3 separate regions of the Muntiacus reevesi genome follow, and all the other regions are linked to region 2. Evidence: chromatin contacts called from public Hi-C data. All regions are on one chromosome and are shown on one strand. Each heading gives the region's core, a stretch centred on a gene start, on an enhancer-like site or on the middle of the called end of the contact. The rest is flanking DNA. Distances are from core to core; before and after follow the strand shown. Region 1 holds the start of SPATA20 (spermatogenesis associated 20). Region 2 holds the start of ANKRD40 (ankyrin repeat domain 40). Region 3 holds the start of RSAD1 (radical S-adenosyl methionine domain containing 1).

Region 1 (3,641 bases), core at 222-2,721, 150 kb after region 2:
CAAAGGACCCATCCCCTATCTACCACCACTCCCCTGCGCCCATCCCAGGAATGGTGGATGCAGTACCTGAAAGAAAAATTGGCTTGTTTTCTTTCTTGGCCTTGTCGAAGGCTTCCTGTCCCCAGGGGTACCTAAGGCCAGTAGAGTGGGGCATCACTCACTAGCTTGGGAGGGGGGCAGTAGGAAGATTGAGGGTCTAGCTGCCCCAGGAGGGCATCAGGAGAGGACTCACCAGTCCACAGGGTTGTAGGCATGTTGCAGGAGGTACGGTGACTTCTCATTGATCAGGCGGTTGGGGACCTTCTGGGGCGTGGACTGAGGGCAGTTAGTCCGGCTCCCCTTCCCTCCAGCAGGCATAGGCACCGAACTACTGACCGTTACACTTCGGTCCTTGTCCCGGGAGGAGCTACCCCTGGTGTGGGCAGGTGGGTCAGGCAGATCAGACCAGGAGTTTCCACTGCTTCCACCTACACCCAGCCCAGAGGCCCACCTGACCATCCCCCCACCCCCCATGCCCCGTGGTACCTCTCCCGGAACCCCCTGCTCCCAGCCCAACCCACCTTTCTGAACCACGGGGGAGACCGTGGCCTTTGTGTTCCCCCTTGTGTTTATGGGGGGGTGAAGAAAGGTGGCTCATTGGGGGCTCCCTGCCAGGTTAGTCTCCCCCAACCTCTCGACCTGGTGGTGGGAACGATGATGACTGTGAGGTCAGGGCGAGTCACAATGGGTGGAATGGTCTTTCAGGCTCCATTCTCTCCCCCTCACCGGGCCCCACCCAGGGTGACTGGGCTGGAGGTATCTCTGGCATGCCTGCCTGGGTATATGATCTGGGCAGGAAGGCTGCTGTGTGTAGGACTGGGCCAGGTGAGGGGCAAGGAGAAGAAATTCAAATGGCATCAGGGACTCCCTCACTCAATATTCATCCAGTGGGCACTTCTGGGGGGCCAGGTCCTGTGCCAGATCCCCATTACCCTCAGAGAATCAGTAACTGGGTCTGATCTCAGGGAGCTCGGCCTGGGAAGGGCAGGCCTAAGTAATGACAAGCCTTTGCAGCATCAAGCGCTGTGACAGGCCAGCCCAGAGTGCTGTCGGACAAGAACCCTTGGCCCAGCATTGGGGTTCAAGGAAGGCTTCCTGGAGAGTTCCTGCGGCAAGCGAGCCCTGCAGCTGGAGGGGAGGGAGAGAGGAGAGGATTACTGTCTGAGCCCGGTCGCAGGAGCTGGTCCTAGTCTGGGGGGGAAGGCAGGCATGGGGTGGGGAGGTGACCGGGCAGGCACAGGGGACCAGCGCCAGGACAACTGACCCCGGGGCTCCGCAGGCGCCGGGTGCTGAAGCGTGCCCCTCGCCCGCCCGTACCTGTAGCTCAAGGCGAGGACTGGCCCGGTCCCGAGCAGCAGGAAGCCGCGGCACCGTAAGGTCCGCGCGCCCAGCATGGCTGCTGGTGGCGGTCGGCCCCGACGCTGCGGACAGGAGGAGGGCGGGAGGGAAGCGGCGACGGGCAGGCCCATGCACCGAACCGGCCGGGGGAGTGTCTTCACCGATACGGCGGGCAGCAGGCTGGTCTCTGAGCGCCGCTCGGTGGCCGATCACGGGACTGCAGACCGTATACTGGGGGCTTGGGAGGACACAGGTCTGTGCAAAAAACTGGGTGGACCTAATTCAGGGCCTGTGGGGCGGTAACCCTCTTACGGAGAATATGGAGGCTGTGAGGATGCCAGGGCCGTGGAAAGCCAGAGCCTCCGTTCATTTTTTCCAACCCTTGCCCGTTTTACAAATGAGAAATGAGGTGAGAGGCAAAGGCGTGGCTTTTCCAGGCCATCCGAACTCGGAGCTTCGCCTTTGCTCTGCCCCCTCACCTGAAGGTCCTGCTCAAACCCCACCCCCTCAGGAAGCCTCTGAATAATAATAATGAACCAACTTTCAGGTGCTATCAGGTATTTTACGAGTCTCATTTGCTACCCTTCAGTTCAGTTCAGTCGCTCAGTCGTGTCCGACTCTTTGCAACCCCATGAATCGCAGCACACCAGGCCTCCCTGTCCATCACCAACTCCCAGAGTTTACCCAAACTCATGTCCATCTAGTTGGTGATGCCATCCAGCCATCTCATCCTCTGTCATCCCCTTTTCCTCCTGCCCCCAATCCCTCCCAGCATCAGGGTCTTTTCCAATGAGTCAGCTCTTCGCGTGAGGTGGCCAAAGTATTGGAGTTTCCGCTTCAGCATCAGTCCTTCCAATGAACACCCAGGACTGATCTCCTTTAGGATGGACTGGTTGGATCTCCTTGCAGTCCAAGGGACTCTCAAGAGTCTTCTCCAACACCACAGTTCAAAAGCATCAATTCTTCGGTGCTCAGCTTTCTGAACAGTCCAACTCTCACATCCATACATGACCACTGGAAAAACCATAGCCTTGACCAGACGGACCTTTGTTAGCAAAGAAATGTCTCTGCTTTTTAATATCTAGGTTGGTCATAACTTTCCTTCCAAGGAGTAAGTGTCTTTTAATTTCATGGCTGCAATCACCATCTGCAGTGATTTTGGGGCCAAAAAAATAAAGTCTGACACTGTTTCCCCATCTATTTGCCATGAAGTGATGGGACCAGATGCCATGATCTTAGTTTTCTGAATGTTGAGCTTTAAGCCAACTTTTTCACTCTCCTCTTTCACTTTCATCAAGAGGCTTTTTAGCCCTTCTTCACTTTCTGCCATAAGGGTGGTGTCATCTGCATATCTGAGGTTCTTGATATTTCTCCCCGCAATCTTGATTCCAGCTTGTACTTCTTCCAGCCCAGTGTTTCTCATGATGTACTCTGCATATAAGTTAAACAAGCAGGGTGACAATATACAGCCTTGATGCACTCCTTTTCCTATTTGGAACCAGTCTGTTGTTCCACGTCCAGTTCTAACTTGCTTCCTGACCTGCATATAGGTTACCTTAGTCAACATTTATTGAGTGCCCATGAGACACTATGCTAGGTACAACAGTGGGCAGAGAGAGCCCAGGTCATCCCATCCTTGTGTTACTCATAGTCTGATAAGGGAGGCAAAAACTAATCCAACAGCCATACAAATTAATGTACAACCACCCACTGTGAGACGTGCCATGACTAGGTACCACAAGGAAACTTGTCTGGTGGGAGAGAGGAGGGGGAAGGTCTTCCTAAGGAAATCACATTTGTGTAGCAGCTTTCGAAGAACAAGAGGATGCAATCTGGAAAGGACCTGGGGGAAGTGCTGGGGAAGCAGGAGGAACAGATGTGCAAAGGCCCTGTGGTACAGCAGTGAGTCAGGGCGGAGGTGCCGCAGAAGCACAGCTGTAGGACAGACAGCACAGGGAAGAGAGGTGCAGATGAGGTGGTGACGTTGAGGAGGAGGGCAGGGGCCAGGTTTTGAACTGTGAGCAGGAGTTTGGTTACTGATGAGAGCAGAAGGAAGCTGTGGAAGGGCTTTAGTCGAGGGAGTGACCTTGCATTTTGGAAAGGTCCCTCCAGCTTTCTGGTGGTGAATGGACTGTAAAGAGGCAAGAGTGGAAGCAGAAGGGTTCAAAGGCCATAGCAGGACCCAGCAGAGAGCTCTGGGAGGTCTGCACTAGGCAGAGGTGGAGATGGAGAGAAGGTGGTAGATTTGAGGTCAGCAGAAAAGG
Region 2 (3,437 bases), core at 638-3,137:
GTTTTATTTTTTTAATGTGAGAATAACAAGCAGAATACTGGAGTTAAAGATAAGTAGAGGTTGTTTAGGGTTTTCCAGGTGGTGCTAGTGGTAAAGAACCAACCCGCCAATGCAGGAGATACAAGTGATCCCTGGGTCAGGAAGATCCGCATGGCAACCCACCCCAGTATTCTTGCCTGGAGAATGCCATGGACAGAAGACGGACCCTGGTGGGCTACAGTGGGTAAGGTCGCAAAGAGTCGGACACAACTGAAGTGACTTAGCATGCAGGCATCAGAGGTTGTTTAAGAAAATATTTATGTTCGTTGATTCAATAGTTATTGTAGGGCACATGGGTAATTTAACAAATAAATCCTTACAAAGAGAACTCACAGATTTTGATGTATGCTCTCTACCAAGCTTTTTGAACTGCTACTTTTTTCTTTTTTTTAAAGAGGCCACTATCTACTCCCCTGTCCCTTGAATTGTGCTGAAGGGCCCAAATCCAGTACTATTATGCACATCAGTTTCAGATGGAGTACCATGCTGAGAATTAAAGTTGGTGTTGGGGGACAAATGAAAATGTAACCTCAAGCAGAGTTCCAGTTCACTATAAGGTCAATGTAAGTATGCAGTCAGTTTGTATTCAGCACCACCTGATGTGCACTGTGTGAATGACTGTAACATAATAAACAGATGAGTTTTTCATAAAACAGTAGCAAGAAGAAAGGGCATCCCAGGTGGCTCAGTGGTAAAGAATCCTGACTGCCAATGCAAGAGATGCACCCCCTGGAGTAGGAATGGCAACCCACTCCAGTATTCTTGCCTGGAAAATTCCATGGACAGGGAGTCTGGCCGGCTACAGTCCATGGGGTTGCTAAGTAATCGATTGAGCACGCAGGCACAGCAAGAAAAGTGCTTGCTGTGCAAATCCTGGGCTGCCCCAAGAGAGGGAAATGAAAACTCCATGCCTAAATTTGTCATTTCCTATTTTATCTCTTGTGTTCAGGCCTTCCTCCTCCCCACCCCAGGGTTACTCCTTAATCCTTCCAACCCCATCTGTAAGCTTCCATCCTGTGCCACATTGGAAGATCTCGCCTAGGAACCTGGGCTCAGCACAACAATACTCTTCTTTTTCTCCTGCTGTGTAGTACAGCAGTGCCAGCCCAGGCTCTGAGCCTCCTTAGATTGATTAGGCAGACAGTCAGGAAGAATGCTGTTTATACTTGGACCACTTCTCTCCCTAGCTCCTGATATTAAAGACTGGAATAACTTGAAAGCCTCTTTGGTGTTCTTTTCTTTTTTTCCTTACATGGCCTTCACGAAGAGTAATTAATTATGATTTAAAAGCAGTAATGAATCAGTTTATAGACTCTGAGCACAATATAAATATTTTTCCTGAAAGCCAAATTAGAAGAAATCTCTAAAATGTGAGTAAGACAACAGCAGTTGAAATGATCGAACTGAATGGTCCCAAGCAGTGTCAAAAGAAAGAACCGTGTATTCTATTTCTGCAATAATGGGCATATAATAGTGGGATCGTTTTCAGCCCATTTCCCCATCCTGCTAGGCAAGAGTTGATTCAGATAAGGAAAAAGAGCCAAGCAAACTGGGGGAAAAACAAAACCAATTATTACTATTATTTTTGTCTGTTTTCTTAAACCAATTATTTTTGATGCCTGGTAAACACCCTGCTCCAGAGGATTAGGCTTTCCTGGCTCTCAAATACGCATTCTTCCCTTTCCTCGTGTCTGTCCTCCTCTCTGGAAGCTGCGGGGTGGGGAGGTCTAAAAATAGTTGGTGAATCACGGCAGATAATATTGTGCAGCAGTTACATAAACAGCCAGCCCTCGCGCGCGCGGAAGGTAGGAACGGAAAATATCTGGGTCAGGGTTGTCACTCTGAATAGGTTCCCCCGGAGCCGGCCTGTGGGAGGCGCGGCCGGGAGGAGGCTTAGGCCCGTGGGCCGGGAGCAGCAGGGGAGCGGCGGGCGTGCCACGAAGGGGGAGCGGAGGCCCCTGGCTCGGCACGGGCTGCAGCGCGAGCGGGGCAGGTGTGCCCCGCGCGGTCTCTCCATGGCGGGGAGTGGTCCGCGGCGGCGGCGGCGCTGACCGGCCAGGGCTGGGCGGGCGTGCCCTGGCGGGGACCTGGGGCCAAGGAAAAATGAGCGCTCTCCTCGAGCAGAAGGAGCAGCAGGAGAGGCTGCGGGAGGCCGCGGCCTTGGGGGACATTCGGGAGGTGCAGAAACTGGTGGAGAGCGGGGTGGATGTGAACTCCCAAAATGAGGTCAACGGCTGGTAAGTGGGGAGCGGGGGAGGCCTAGGGTCAGGGCATCCGGCCCGGGACGCGACCTCGGCCTAGCGCAGCCCCGGAAGCCTGCTAAGGCGTGGCCCGGCACCCCAGAGCCAACGAGGTTGTGCGCTCTGGAGGCTAGCACTGGCCCCCCTGCCTCGGAGAGTCTGCGGCGTGTCGTGCCCAAATCTCGGCCCACGTGGTCCTGCGCCGGCAGCGCCCACCCGAACCCTGGCGCCCCGTGCCCCGCCGACCCCACCCCCATAACGTGTCCCGAAAGGTGCTGATTACTCTCACCCTCATTTGGAGCTCACACCAGTTCGAGTTTGGAATTACTCTGAAGAACACATCTGTGCAGAGCAAAAAGCATAAACAGTTGAGCAAACGTGGATCTTATAAACTAGCACGATTTCTTTCTTTCTTTTTTTTTTTTTTAGCACGATTTCTTTTCCCAAGACTAGGGAAAATAAATCACTTGCATTCCTGTTCTGCTTCTCTATTGTCCTACTGCAGCAGTGATTTGCTGCTACCCACAGCTGCCTGTGGCTGGAAGACTCATTCATTAATCCTAGATAATGTTTTGTTTTGTTTTCTTAAAACAGTTTCAAATATGGAACTTTACCCAAGGCTTCAGATGCATGCCAGTGATTGAGTCCTTCCCAACTAAATAAGGAGCCACATTTTAAGAAGTGCTGGTGGTCAATTTTTTTGTATTAAGTTACTGAATATGGTGTTATTCTGCTCTCTTCTCATTTAAATTTTTTTATTTGATCCAAGTAATGCTTAACCAGGCTGTTTGCTAGCTGAGAATTAAAGTGAGTTTGCAAATGTTTTATTTTCTAAAGTGGAATCATGCAGTTTAAAACTAAAAGATTCATTGGAGATAGGTTCAATCCCAGAGAATAACCTGCCCTAGGTCACACAACTGTCAATAGCCAGGACCAGAATCACCGTTTCCTTACTTCCTCACAAATCCATCAACCAACTTATCCCAAAGAAAACAGCCTGGGTGACTATTCAGAAAACCAGGAAACAGTAGAAATTGCTTTTTTTTGTTTTATTTTGTTAAAGTGTTTACAAACTAGCTGGCTTTTCCGTGTGTGGTTTCTGTGTGTGCTTTTCTGTGTATGCGATTTCTAGCGTTGCTGTGTGGTTCACAAGCTGTG
Region 3 (3,675 bases), core at 481-2,980, 210 kb after region 2:
CGTGAAGGACGGCAGGTGGGCCCGCGGCGTGACAAGAGCCCCGGGGGCTCGCGGTCCTCCGCTCCCGCGACTCCGCCTCCCCTCCCCACTCACGTGGACGTAAAGCGCGGCGCGCTGGCTCCCGGGCGCAGGACTCTGGGGTCCTCCCGTGTCCTCCGCGGGGCGGCGCCTCTGGGCCAGCTTGGCGGCCTTCACCCAGCCGCGGGCCTGGGCCCGCGGGAAGGCCATGGCGCCCGCTATGGCTGAGCGGCCCGTAGTGCGGGGCAGGACGCAAGCCCGAGACAAGCCCAGGGTAGGTTTTACGGCGCGCGCAGAGGCGGGCGGGGTGGGGTGGCAGGCGGGGAGAGCGGCCGCCCGGGCGGAAGGACCGGGGCTGCGTGGCCGCGCCCTTTGACGGAGCACCGCGCTAAGGGCTCGGGGGCGTAGCGCCACCTGCTGGGCACCGATGCCCTCACTGCAGCCGCCCGGCCGTCCTTTCTCTGGCGGCTGGAGGTGTAGTGGGGGAGCGCCCCACTTTTTGGCACCCCATCGCGAGCGAGTTCCTGGATCGATCCAGGACCTGTCAGTTCGTTCAGTAGGTTTCTTCACGTTTTATGTTCCTGGCTCAGAGTTTGGGCGCTGAGGACATCCAGATGCATAAGATTAGGGCGAAGTACAGGTACAGGAGACACGGGAGAGGTAAACCAACAAGCGACAACAGGCAACCGATTTAATTCAGCACCTCCTGGATACCAGGCCAGTGTGCTCCGTGCTGTGACGTTGGTCTGTTACAAGGGCTGTGGACTCAGTGGGGGAGGAGAGGGCACTTGGACTGAATGCTGCAGGAGCAGAAAATCCCTGCTTGGTCAGGAGCGCAGGCTGTCACCTGGGTCGGGCCAACCCCCCAGGCATCTGCTGTGAGGAGAGTCAGGTGGTGCATGTGGGACAGATAGGGTTCAGAAGGCCAGGAAGTGGAAAGATCATGGGCTTTGGAATCAGGCAGCTGGGTTCTAATTCCAGCCGTGTAAATTTGGGCAAGACACTGAACTTCCTGAGTTTTCAGTTTCATCCTTTGTGAAATGGGGCTAATGCCTGCTTGACTGTGTTCTTGGGAAGATTCCAACAGGAAATGTTGGATGTATCTGGATATGGATACAACAGGATATGGATGTGTCTGTATGTATATAGTGACTGGCACTCAGAACACCCTAAATTTATGTTCATTTTCTAAAAAGTAAAACGAACTTGCTGCTGCTGGGGGCAAACACTGGGAGATAAGGCTTGCAAGCAGAAGGAACTTTTCCTTCTGTCTCTGAACTAGAAATCGATATACTTAGCTGTTTTTTATTTCTTGGATCAAGCTACAGCTTGCTTTATCCTGCTTTAACTGCCCATCAAGGAAGCCCTGGTTTCACTGATTAAGAAAAAAGATCAAAATTGGTTTGGTTGGGAGGGATGGGGGAGTAGAGGGATGTAGTATGATAGTTAAAGGGTATAGAGTTTATTTTTAAGAGGTGATGAACATTTTTTATGTTGACTTTGTTGATCAGTGCACACATCTGTGAATATACTAAAAACCATTGAAAGTAACACTTTAAATGGGTGAATTGGGTAGTATGTGAATTATAACTCAATAAAGCTGTTTTAAAAAACTACTTCTTGCTGCACTAATCTGGCAACAATGTGAAAAAGAAATGTGTGTTGATATCTAATTGTGTTAGATAACGCCCTAATTGTGTTGATATCTCAAAGGGATCGAGCGAGGATTAAATGAAGTAGATAATGCATGCTAAAGTGCTTAGCACCATCGTTGATAAGGAATAGGAAGTTTAAAGTGCTTCGGTCTCTTCCCTTCTCCATCCTGTAGCAGCTGCAAAGACAGCACAGCAGCAAGAGACCAGCCAGAGTAAACAGAGAAGCTCTTTATGCCAGATCACAAAGCAGACATGGGGCATGGGGGAGAAGGGCAGGGAGGAAGGATCTACCTTCCTCTATTCACAGGTTTAGATGTTGCTCCATCTGCTCCCGAAGTTTGAATTTCTGGATCTAGAGGAAAGTGAAAGAAGTGAGAATTAGGCAGGCTAGCTAGGGTGTCCAAGCCCTGCTGGTTTGCCTGGGACTGAGGAGTTTCTCAGGCTAAAGCCAGGAAAGTTCAGGGCAAACCAGCATGAGCTGACAAACGTGTGACCCAACTGCCGGCCTCTCAGCAGACTCTGGCTCATCACTCAGGGAGGCTCAGGCGGGGCCACCCGACCTTCTGCACCTGGGCTCCAACTTCCCTGCCCCTCCCTGGTCTCTTTACATACCTTTCCTGAGACGGTGAGGGGGTAGTTGGTGACAAAAACGATGTACCGCGGAATCTTAAAGTGGGAGATCTGCAGGCCAGAGGGGGATTTAAAGCATGAGGCCGAGCAGGGTCACAGTGGGCAGTGGGCTGACGGGTTGGCAGGTAGAGGGTATTAGAGAACTGAGCAATGTGGCGATGCTTGGGGGTGAATTGAGGCTCCCACCTTCCCCTTGCAGAAAGCCTTGATCTCCTCTGCCGTGGTCTTCTCCCCTTCCTTGAGCCGAATGCAGGCACAGATTTCCTCCCCCATTCGGTCATCCTTCACTCCCACCACCTTCCAGAGTCAGAGACAGATATCAGACATCCCCATCTGTGTCCCCTGCTCTTGGGTTCTACCTGGGCTGGGTGCCTCACCTGCACTTCCTGAACCTGTGGGTGTGTGTGAAAGAAGTCCTCGAGCTCGGCGGGGTAGATATTCTCGCCGCCACGGATGATCATATCCTTAGAGCGGCCCACAATCTTGCAGAAGCCCTGCTCATCCATTGTAGCAATGTCTCTGTAAGGAAAGCCCAGGAGCTACCCCTGACCTCTGCCTCATCTGGCTGGCTTCCCTCACTCACTCCCAAACACTTAGGAAACACCTACTGTATGTCTTACACTACTCTAGATTCTGGGGCATATGGCACAAGACATTACCTGGATCATACAGGAGGAACTATCTCATGTAGGAGGCAGACCAAACCAAGTAAACCCATACCTATAGCCTATTTTCTCTCTCTCTCTCTCTAAACATATCTATACATACACCTTTTGGGGCTGGCTTCTTACCATTCAGGTTTCAGCTCAAACATTTCCACCTGAGAGACGCCTCCTCTGATCACCAAAGAGAAAAGAATCTCCCTTCTCCACCACAGCCACTCTCTCTCCTGTGACTCTATCTTATTAGCTGTGTTTATGAATGTCAGAAACGATCTTGACTGTATCTGTCTTCCTCCACCAGACATGTGGGAAGTGACGGCAGGATCCTGCCCATTGTGCTTTCCCCTGGACCACCAGTGTTTACAACAGTGCTAGCACATGGCAGGTGCATAATTAGAGTTTGTTGAATTAAATGAGACTGAATCTAGGCTCAGATTTTGCAGGCACTACCCCAGGAGTTCTCATCTGTACTGCATTTGGTCCTTCCAGGAGCCCTATTTGGAGAATATGATCATCCTCATTTTATACATTTTGGAAACTAAGTCTCTGAGATGTGAAGGGGCCATCTTGACAACTGGTTCTCCCAGTTCTAGTTCAGTGTTCCCAACTCAGCCTCAGGACCCCCAGCGTCCCCTTGGCGGCCAAGCGCTCCACCCTGCCCTGCCTTCTCACCCCGTCCGGTACCACTTGTCCTGTCCAATTGCTTCCTC

Evidence for each region. A called contact is a pair of places that touch in the nucleus more often than the background predicts.
Region 1: a Hi-C map of muscle shows a contact between it and region 2, with 6 times the contacts expected there. The contact joins the promoter of SPATA20 here to the promoter of ANKRD40 in region 2. A contact is called at or near these places in 2 of 3 Hi-C or Micro-C datasets (blood and muscle).
Region 3: a Hi-C map of blood shows a contact between it and region 2, with 4 times the contacts expected there. The contact joins the promoter of RSAD1 here to the promoter of ANKRD40 in region 2. A contact is called at or near these places in 2 of 3 Hi-C or Micro-C datasets (blood and muscle).

What each region holds. Positions count from the first base shown.
Region 1 is chr18:26,166,640-26,170,280 of mMunRee1.1, reverse strand. It overlaps SPATA20 (spermatogenesis associated 20), which reads right to left and starts at 1,471. Exons shown (of 18, transcript XM_065910449.1): 1 at 1,357-1,471; 2 at 972-1,167; 3 at 561-678; 4 at 233-412; 5 at 67-131. The coding sequence starts at 637.
Region 2 is chr18:26,316,121-26,319,557 of mMunRee1.1, reverse strand. It overlaps ANKRD40 (ankyrin repeat domain 40), which reads left to right and starts at 1,887. Exons shown (of 5, transcript XM_065909046.1): 1 at 1,887-2,276. The coding sequence starts at 2,143. It also overlaps the pseudogene LOC136150143.
Region 3 is chr18:26,105,419-26,109,093 of mMunRee1.1, reverse strand. RSAD1 (radical S-adenosyl methionine domain containing 1) reads right to left here and starts at 1,730. Exons shown (of 9, transcript XR_010659634.1): 1 at 94-1,730. It overlaps ACSF2 (acyl-CoA synthetase family member 2), which reads right to left. Exons shown (of 15, transcript XM_065909144.1): 12 at 3,638-3,675; 13 at 2,681-2,822; 14 at 2,490-2,600; 15 at 1,882-2,025. The coding sequence ends at 1,975.